Linked DNA regions of Anser cygnoides: region 1 is linked to region 2. The links are chromatin contacts, called in public Hi-C maps. All regions are on one chromosome and are shown on one strand. Each heading gives the region's core, a stretch centred on a gene start, on an enhancer-like site or on the middle of the called end of the contact. The rest is flanking DNA. Distances are from core to core; before and after follow the strand shown.

Evidence for each region. Hi-C and Micro-C count contacts between places; a contact is called where the count stands out from the background.
Region 1: a Hi-C map of liver shows a contact between it and region 2, with 2.5 times the contacts expected there. The contact joins the promoter of LOC106041191 here to the enhancer-like site in region 2. A contact is called at or near these places in 3 of 7 Hi-C or Micro-C datasets (granulosa cells and liver).

Annotation. Positions count from the first base shown.
Region 1 is chr16:10,275,655-10,280,144 of Taihu_goose_T2T_genome, reverse strand. LOC106041191 (oxidative stress-responsive serine-rich protein 1-like) reads right to left here and starts at 1,845. Exons shown (of 4, transcript XM_066978378.1): 1 at 1,686-1,845; 2 at 1,245-1,365. The coding sequence starts at 1,776. It overlaps OSER1 (oxidative stress responsive serine rich 1), which reads left to right and starts at 1,778. Exons shown (of 4, transcript XM_048072571.2): 1 at 1,778-1,918. It overlaps LOC106041195 (a long non-coding RNA gene), which reads left to right. Exons shown (of 3, transcript XR_001210351.3): 3 at 851-1,248.
Region 2 is chr16:10,215,398-10,220,075 of Taihu_goose_T2T_genome, reverse strand. OCSTAMP (osteoclast stimulatory transmembrane protein) reads right to left here. Exons shown (of 3, transcript XM_048072470.2): 3 at 3,333-4,678. Among named protein-coding and RNA genes, the nearest start is that of OCSTAMP, 8.1 kb to the right of the region's middle. Within about 2 kb of position 2,630, at least 1 of the 3 cell types and tissues checked has open chromatin away from gene starts, as enhancers often do. A contact at or near this core is called in liver, where this site is marked.

The DNA.
Region 1 (4,490 bases), core at 596-3,095, 61 kb before region 2:
TAATGAAAAAAAATAAATACTTCTGGCCCTGGAAGTCCAGGCAACAAGCACGTGCCTTACCACAGTGCTCTGTGCCTAGTTCAGTATGGAAGTGCAAGAAATTACAGAGATGTTTAACAAAATATCAGCATATGGATTTGGATTTGATGGCCATATATGCGATTTAGAACACAGCACTAGAAATCCTAAGTAAGGTGTCTGAAATTCTATCAGGAGAGACAAGTGCTCTGCCCAAACTTCATCTTAACAGACTAGTCAGTAGGTATTAGCTGTTCAAAATAAGATCTTTTTGTGCCTGAAGAGACATCATCAGGAATCAACCAGAATTCCACACAGCCTGCCACTGGCAACACAATAAAAGTGGAACGCTTACTAACCATTCCTCCTTGCTTCTCTCTGATCTAGAGAACAGTTATTTTTTCCCACACTTAACAGAAGACATCCTCAAATATAGACAATGAGCAGCAAATGAACATGTGTTTTTATTGAGCAGGGGAGGCCATGAGTTCAGAGTATTGATGGCTATGGAGACGAGCTCATAAGCCAACATTAGTTATCAGTACAAAAGCTTTCCCTTATGCTGGCGAATTCCCAAAAGGCTTCAAGTGAACTATCTCACAATGTATTAGCCTACATAATTTTATTGTCTTCCACTGCTAAGGAACAAGCTTATACTACATATTATCTATGTATTTGGTGCGTTATCAAATGTTTTGGGTATAAAAATGTCCACAGACATTTTACTCTGTTATCTTCTGAAATAAGAAATTATCAGTGCCCACATTTAGCGTGATAATTTCCAGCGAGGCCAGGCTCTAGAGCAGCACAAAGTTTCGGTACTCTTTTTCAGATGCTCTCCAGGCAAACGCTTATGTGCTGCAGTAAACAGTGATGAGCCTGAAGGCATCAGCGTTTCGATAAACGGATGAACAAGTTCCGTATCTCACAAGGTGACTAAAGCTACCACGACAGTTAGAGTGGGTCCCCTGCTCTGGGCGAGTCATTTCATGGTTTCATGTTGTCACTGTGTAATTTCAGTCGGATATTGAGTCAAAATTAGTACCAAAGTGCTGCTTTGCCTAGTGGACAGTTATAATGACCGTGTTTCGTTTGAAGCGATGAAGTTTTTTACCCCTAGGAGTGCAAGGAGCCTTTTCCCGCATCACATTCGAGATTCAAAGTAACAGCAGACAGACTCATATCAACAACCTGCCTTGTCAGGGCCCTTCCCCGGGCTCACTCACCCTGCCGCGTCCACCCTCAGCTTTTTGAAGGCCAGCTGCAGGCTCTCCTCCTCCTCCTCCTTGGCTGCCGGCTCCATGGGGGGGCCGTCAGGGCGCGGGGAGCCGTGCCATGCGCCGGGAGCTGCAACACAGAACCGGGGGGGGGCTGGCTGAGGCGGCAGGCCCGGCTCCAAGGGGCTCCCCCCGGGAGCTGCGCCTCAGGAAACCCCCCGGGGGGGGGGGGGGGGTTAAACCTCCCTCAGGGGGCATACAGCCTCCCTCAGGGGGTAAAGCTTCCCCGGGGCTGCCACCCCCGGGCCCCCGCCGCCCGCTCCCGGCCGCCACACGGGGCCTACCCCGTCCCGTGGGGCCCTGCCCCGCTCCGTGAGGTGGTCCCGGTCCCGTCGCTCCGCCCGGGCCCCGCTCCGTGAGGCGGCCCCGCGCCCCCCCCCCCCCGCTTACCGGCCGCCCCCCGCCCGCCTCGCTGCCGGGGCGGCGGCAGGCCCCGAGCACAACAGGAACTGGCGTCAGCGGCGCGGGGCGCACCGCGCATGCGCCTTGCAGGGTTTTTTTGAACTCCCTCCCCCCTCCCCTCCCTTTCCCGTAGGGCCGCGGGTTCGCGTCCCGCCGCTGCCGCCTCCTGGGCCGGGCCCCGCCGCAGCGCTGCCGGGCGGTGCTGGGGCGCAGGCGAGCAGGTACGGGGCTGGGGGAGCCTGGGGGGCGGCTGGGGGGCGTAGGGGAACGGCAGGGATCCGGGTGGTGGCCGGGTGCTCTGCGGCCGTTGGGCACGGTGTTACCCGCAGGAGCTGGGGGGGCGCGGGGATGGAGCTGGGTGAGGGGACGGAGGAGGGCGAGGGGGGCAGGAGGAGGGCGAGGGGAAGGCCGGCTGAAGCGTGGCGGCTGTACGGGGTGAGCGAGGGGTGCTGCTGGGGGAGCAAATCCTGCTCCCCCCGAGGGCTGGCTGTGCCGGGGCCGGGGGCAGCCCCTAGGCCGAGCCTGGCAGGGCGTTCGGCGCCACCCCGTCACCCAGAAGCTGCTCGTGGAGGTGTTCGTATTGCTGAGCTAAGGCCTGTGCCCTTCAGGGATCTGTTGTCCCTAGGGAGAAGGCTGAAGGTGGGATTCCTAATTTCCAAGAGGCTTCTCGGGGCAAGGAAATACCTTACTGGAGTAGGGACCGTGTGCGTTACCAGAGCTTAACGAACTTAACGAAGAGAGGTCTGAAACAATGCCTTGCTCAGACGAGCACCGCGCCGCCCGTCTGTGCTGGCTGCTTCCTCTCGTGTTTACTCACTGCGTGAGTCACGGGACAGCGTGTGCCTTAAACTTGTTATGATACATTATCCCGCGTGTGTCATAAGAGCTGTCTGCAGTAAAGCCTGCCCAAATGAATCGTAGCTGGGTGAGCAGCTGGAACAACAGCGTGGAGAGCTGCCACCTCCAGCTGCAATGAGATTGACCGGGAGCAGAAGTTACCGCCCCACATCTCCACAAGTAACTGAGCCGCTGAGGTTCTGATGGCTCCTTTTTCTTTACCTAGACTTCGTCTTTTCCGTGCTACAAAAAACCTCCAGTGTTTCCAGGTGTTCAGACAGAACTTCTTGTTTTTCAGTCTGTGCCCTTTGTGTCTGGTCCTGCCCCCAGGCACTACCAAAAAAAGCCTGGCTCTGACTTCTTTGTGCCCTTCCCTCAGGTATTTTTAGACATTAAGATCCCCCCAAGCCTTCTCCAGGCTGAACAGCCCCAGCTCCCCACCTTTTATCACAGGAGAGATGCCCCAGTCCCTTACTTGTCTTGGCCCTACTCTTCCCAGTAGCTCCATGTCTCTCTGGTACTGGGGAGCCCAGAACTGGACCCAGCAGTCCAGGCGCAGCCTCGCTGGTGCTGAGCAGAGGGGAAGAATCACCTCCCTTGACCTGCTGGCAATGTTTTGCCTAAAGGAGCCCGGCATACCATGAGCCTTCGCTGCAACAAGGGCATGTTGCTGGATATTTTTCCCCATAGTATCCATGAGGATGCCCAGGGCCTTTTCTGCTGGGCTGCTTTCCATCAGGGTGGCCCACAGCATGTACTGGTGCCTGGGGTTGCTCCCCAGGGCCAGGCTTTGCAATTCCCCTTGCTCAGCCCTTTTCTCCAGGCTGTTGAAGTCCATCTGGGTGATAGCATGATACCCTTGGTGTATCTACGACCCCTGCCCATATTGTATCATTGGCAAACTTACTGGGGCTATGTTTTGCCCTGTCATCCAGATCTTTGATGAAGATGTTGAGCAGGAGTGGCCCCACTATTGACTGCTGGGGTACACTGCTTGTTACTGGCTTCCGACTTGACTTCGTGCCACTGTTCACCATCCTCTGTGCCCAACCGTGCAGCTCATCCAGCCTGTGCTTCATCAGCTTCTCTCAGGACCTTACGGGAGATGGTGTTGGAAGCCTTACTGAAGTCAAAGTAGGAAATACTACCCTGTTAAAAAGCAGTTTTGCGGAGGCCTCAGTAGCAAAATACCTCTGTTTAAGGACTTTCATGTGTGGTAATGGAGACTACGCAGATGAAAAGTATGTTCTTTTCAAAATGTATGAAGTGAAGCAGGTTAACCGGCCAGGCAAACTTCAACAGACGCTGAGCTTGTGGTGTAGAACTGAGACTTATTTTTGAAATTGGGATATCCTTGATTGCCAAGACAATTAGAAAATTTCTTTTGGGTGGTATAAGCAAAGTTGAGGATTCTGGTTGTTCAGATTCTTTTACAATCTTGACCAGCTTTTGTTGTAAGTTTACTGCTTCTGGTTTATTTAACACAAATTTGTATGTCTGCATATTGCCTTGCAAACTGAAAACAAAATCATGACAACCCTGAAAATGTTTTTATTGGTACTTAAAATAAAAAAAAAAATACTTGTAAAATTGAGGAGTGCAGCACACAAAATCATCACTTCTGAGTCCTGCTTTACTCTTTTCTTCCAACAGTTCAGTGTATGTGAGCAAAAACAGATGCGGTTTAACTCACTTTGACTATTTTGGTATAATATGAATGTAATTAAAATTAAATGTAGGTTGTCCAAATTTAAGCAGGTTGAATAAAAAAGTTAACGTGTTTTAAAAGCAGTGTATTTGTTGTCCTTTGGCCCTCCATGGTGGCAGTAGCTAATGTCAATCATAGAGCACATCAGAAGGCTGTGAGTCTGATGTGACTCACTGCACTGTTTCATCCAATTGTAATGTAAGAGGAGAATTTCAACCAAACACCTGGGATCTCAAAATAAGAAAAAA
Region 2 (4,678 bases), core at 1,381-3,880:
AGATGCAACAGCCTCATACAAAGTCCCTGGTGCCTGTTTTTCCTGAAGCTGCTGTTGAACTCCGAGCTGTTATTGTGATTTTCCTGTTACTGAAAACGACAGCTATTGCAAACAGAGGGGAGGGGAAGGGTGCTGAACAGGGTGCTCCTCTTCCAAGCGTAATTTCACCACAATGAAAGCTCCCGGTGGTGGTTTGGAAAGAGACACTGAAAGAGGCACAGAGAAATCCTCCCAGGCATCAGTATTCTACTCTCTGCATTTCCCTGCAAAACTTAAATTCACCTCTGAGGGGATGGGGACTTGCAGGGTAGCCATGTCTTTGACTTCCTCTGCTTTTCATTGGGATTTGAGACCTTTCAAACCCATCAGACCTCTCAGCTGACCAGCAGCAGCGCTGAAAATGAAACCTAGCCTGCAACCCAGCCCTTTGTTTAAGCCCCTGGACCCTGCTCTCCCTTCTCTCCCTGCGGTGTTGGGCACAGGACGCGGCACTCAGCAGCAGCACATGGCCTGCACCCAGCCCAGCCCAGCCTGGCCCTTCCCCTAACCCACGCAACCTTTTTTTCCCTGGTGCTTTATTGTCCAGACACTCGTGACAGATTTCTGACTGACGCAAGAGGAAGCATTCAGCCTTTGAACTTGGCCATTTCGGTTTCTCAGCCTGCTTCGAAGGACAAATTGCCATCAAAGCCCTGGGTCTCCCCCTGTCCAAGACAATTTCTGGCTGGGCCGTGGGGGGCACACAAGGCAAGGAGCTGGCAGCGCAGCCCCTTCCTGCCCAGTCCTGCCCCCTGCTTACCGCCCTTCTCTGCCCCCCAAGATCTCTCACCGTGTTTCAGGTGTGACTTTTTGCTGGCTTAGATGACTTTTCTTTTCATAATCTCTGTGGAAAATGAATTTACAGAATTGTTTTCTCACCCTTCTCAGACATAAAGGCGCATCTCACCAGCTATTTCAAGTGGGGTGAGGAATTGCAGGCTGGGACTGCGTATAAAAAAGAAATGTGTGGACATGTGGTACTTTTTTCCAACTTTGGTTGAAAACATTTCTGCCAGTGATTTCATTTCCTCTGTTGCTCATCTGCAAAGAAACCCAGAAGCACTTTCTGGAAGCACTGTGAGGTGCTGGGGTGCCCAAGCACAGAGGATTGCCCCTGATTCGATTTCACCCCCATTTAGTCCATGAGCCACAGCACCTCATGTTCCCTTTGAACCGCAGGGTTATGGCACTGCAGCAGCTGCTGGAATCAAGCTTCTCTGAGAGCCTGAAAAGGGACCTGGTTGTCAAACCTCCCAGCATCTTTGGAAATCGGTGATGTGTAGAGTTTGGGAAATCCAGGGGCTTTGGAAGGTGCCTGGAATATGGGCTTCTGTCCGGACATGGTGGCAGTCAGCAGCCTTCTGGGAAAACCAGCACTGCTTCTTCCTCTTTTCCTTCAGTTCTTGTGGGCTGAGGGCTTGTTACGAACCACTGATGTGGAAATTTGCAGTTGAAAAACATGAAGCATCGAGTTCAGAGTGAAACTGTGAACCGATCTGCGTTCAAGAGAACCAGGATGAGGAAAACTCTTCCTGTGCATTGCAAATCACCCCTCGTCTCTCCGCAGCTGTCTCACGTCTCCAACTCACTTCAACACATTTTAGTTCCCCTTGGAAAAAATAATTAGCCCCTAAAAGAATTTGCTCAAAAGAACGAGGTTCCAAATGCCCCCGATTCGCTTCACATCTGGCAGTCACTCCCAGATAATTACCTGGTATCTTTTTAGGGGTGATGGGATGCTCTGCCTGGTGTTCAGCTATGGGTGCTGACGGTCATGGACCACATCTGCCACCCTGCACAGATGCCAGACACCCCACGGCATCCAGATGGCACCAGGTGTCTCTGCTGAGGCAGGTTAGTGTATGTCCATGCCCCCCTCCAGGCTAGCACATGCAGCAGAGAAGCAGCAGGGAGCACCTGCAGTTCTTCTGGGAGTGTTATGAATTTAAACTTTCAGCCCCAAGGCAGGAAGCAGTCACTTTTTAACAGTACTGGGCATCGGTTCAGGACAGCACAGTGCTGACATCTCTTCTGCTTCAAATCAGCCTCTGGCAACCTTTGCACTTAGCGGTTTGTTTATCACCTCTTGCCTCTAAAGATGACGCCTCCTCTCTTTTCCATCCCTCTTGTTTTGGCAGCAGCACCTTGCAGCCCAGCCAAGGCCCCGGGGCAGGCTGTCCTTGCAGGAACGGCACAAAAACCCTGTCTGAAAGGGGCTCTCCCCATCACCAGCTCTCCGTAGGGTTTGGAGGAGTGTCCTCGACACCGGCAGCATTACTGGGATGAGTGGTACTGGTGGCACTGGGGGCAGTTCTGCCCCTACACCTGCTCGGGCACGAAGTGGCATGGCGAGCTGGGCAGAGCATGCACCATGCTGTGAAATAGCTTTTATTTGCTTTTGTGTTTATTTATATTGCCTTTTCTAAAAGCTGATGTACGTAACCATTACTTCTTCATTGCTGTTACAGTGCAAATGCTATAAATGGGATAAACACATTACAAATGGACTTTGATCAAAACTCGGGACATATTTCTGGAGAGAGGTGGTTGGTTGGTTGGTTTTCTGCTCCGGTGGATGTAGGTTTGTGGCTCTGAATGAAATATTTCGCAGAGCACTGCCTTGGCTGGACAGTTCACATTTGCTGCTCGATATTAAGGCCATTCATTTCCCCAGCCAGCCAGCCAGAAGCAGGGACTTAGCGTATATGTTATCTACACTTGCACTTGTTTAAGGTGAAAATCCACAAAAATATACCACAAAATCCCAAGGGTAACAGGAGCTTCAGGGCAGATCCTGTCCCATACCCGAGGATCTTTCCATCCCCTGGGCTGACCACACTGGTGGAGGAAAGTGCAATCCGTGGGCCTTTCTCTCGTGTAATTAACACCTTTATTTAGGTTGGTAAGAAATTGCAAACCTCTACAAGTGCAAGGGAGAAAACAGGTGAACATGCCCACGTTTGGCATCAGCAAAGATTTGGGCTGGCACTGGCATTAATGAGCAACAGGGGTGTTAAAAAGGGGATTTGGCCCCATCGCCAGCTGCCCACGGGCCCCTGCAGAGCCCCACAGCCCTGCCTCTGCCCTCAGCGCCTGCCAGGGCCCGGCCCTGAACTTTCAACTTCTCAGCTCCCCAGCTTCCAGAAGTGATGAAATCCTGCCCTGCAGAGCCCGCGGGGGCAGCAAGGGAGCTGCAGCGTGGGTGCAGTCTGTTTCTTTTCTGTATTCCCTTTCCCAAAGAAACGGCAAATCCATTTTCAACGAGGAGTAAAGCAAGCCTCAGAAATATGGCTGATCCTCTCCAAAGAAAGCCTGAACAAGTTTCCTAAATGTTTTCCTTAAACATTTGCTTCCTAAACTCAAACCTGAAGGTTCCTTCTAGGACACAGCCAGCACAGGATGCAGCCCCCACCAGCCCCTGGGATGTCCCCATGGTGCCTGCGCCGCTCTGGGGTGATGCTGGGCAACGGGTAAGGTGCGGGGAAATCACATTCACCCCAGCTTCTGGTTTAGTTTCTCATCAGCAAGCAGGGTTAGTGGCACAGTGACACAGAGCCAGCTTTCAACATCCCTTTCCTTCTCAGAACAGCTCCATCAGTTGGCTCCGTGTGATGTGCATTGGGGTGGTGCCACTGACCCCAACAATGACAGCCTCAGGTGCGTTTGTTTCGCAAAGATATTTAATTCTATCAGCCTTCAGCATACACTTATTTAACACCAATATGTTTCATCTCTAAAATAACCAGAAGTTATTAAAGTGACTTTTCTTCCTACATCAGAAAAAAAAAACAAACCACACTTCTGACACGAACGTGAGGACAATTCACGGCACTGCACGGTGTAACACATCGCATTTATTGCCCTCCTTTCCAGTGAACAAACCCCAGCATTGCCATGAGAAAAGGCCATTGATTGCCTCTGATGCTCCTTCCAAGCCCAAATTCTCCCCTTGCTGGTTTCTACGTGTCTGCTGAAGCTGAAACCTGTGTGCGAGGCCACAACTGCCTCCTGTGGCAGAGGCACAAAACAGGGCAGGAGAACTGGTCCCTGGGTGCCACCGGGCAAGGTGAGCTCTACTGCACACAGCTCCCATCACTGCAACCACAGAAAATGGTGTGATGTGCACCAAAAAAACCTATAAAATCTCCTCAGTCCCTCCAAACCCCCCTGCAGAATAGAGAAGACAGCATGTCTCTGCCTCGGGAAGGTGTATGACAGCTGTGACTCCGGGAGCACGGGCAGAGCAGCAGTGCCTCGCTGATTATTATCTTTTCAAGCTGATGTAATTACCCTAATCAAGGCTTCTCTGACGCTGAACTTTACTGTCCGGAAGCGCAAAGTTTCCAGAATTAGTCTTTAGTGGTTAAAATTTAAGGGGAGCTGCAGGAAGCTCTGCAGAAGAGAAGGGAGAACTGAGCTGAACTGGGGTCAGTTTTTCCTAGCGAAGAGGAAATTTCAGGCTGAAAATGGATGTTTCAGGAGTCCTCCACACCAGTGAAGGGCAGCACCAGTGCAAAGGGTGCAGTGGGACACTCCGGGTGGTCCCTTAGTCCTCGGAGTCCAGCTCTGGGGTCTTCTCTGCTCCAAACGCCCACCTGAACCTGAAGGACCCATCGCTGGACCTGGACATTGCTCAGGG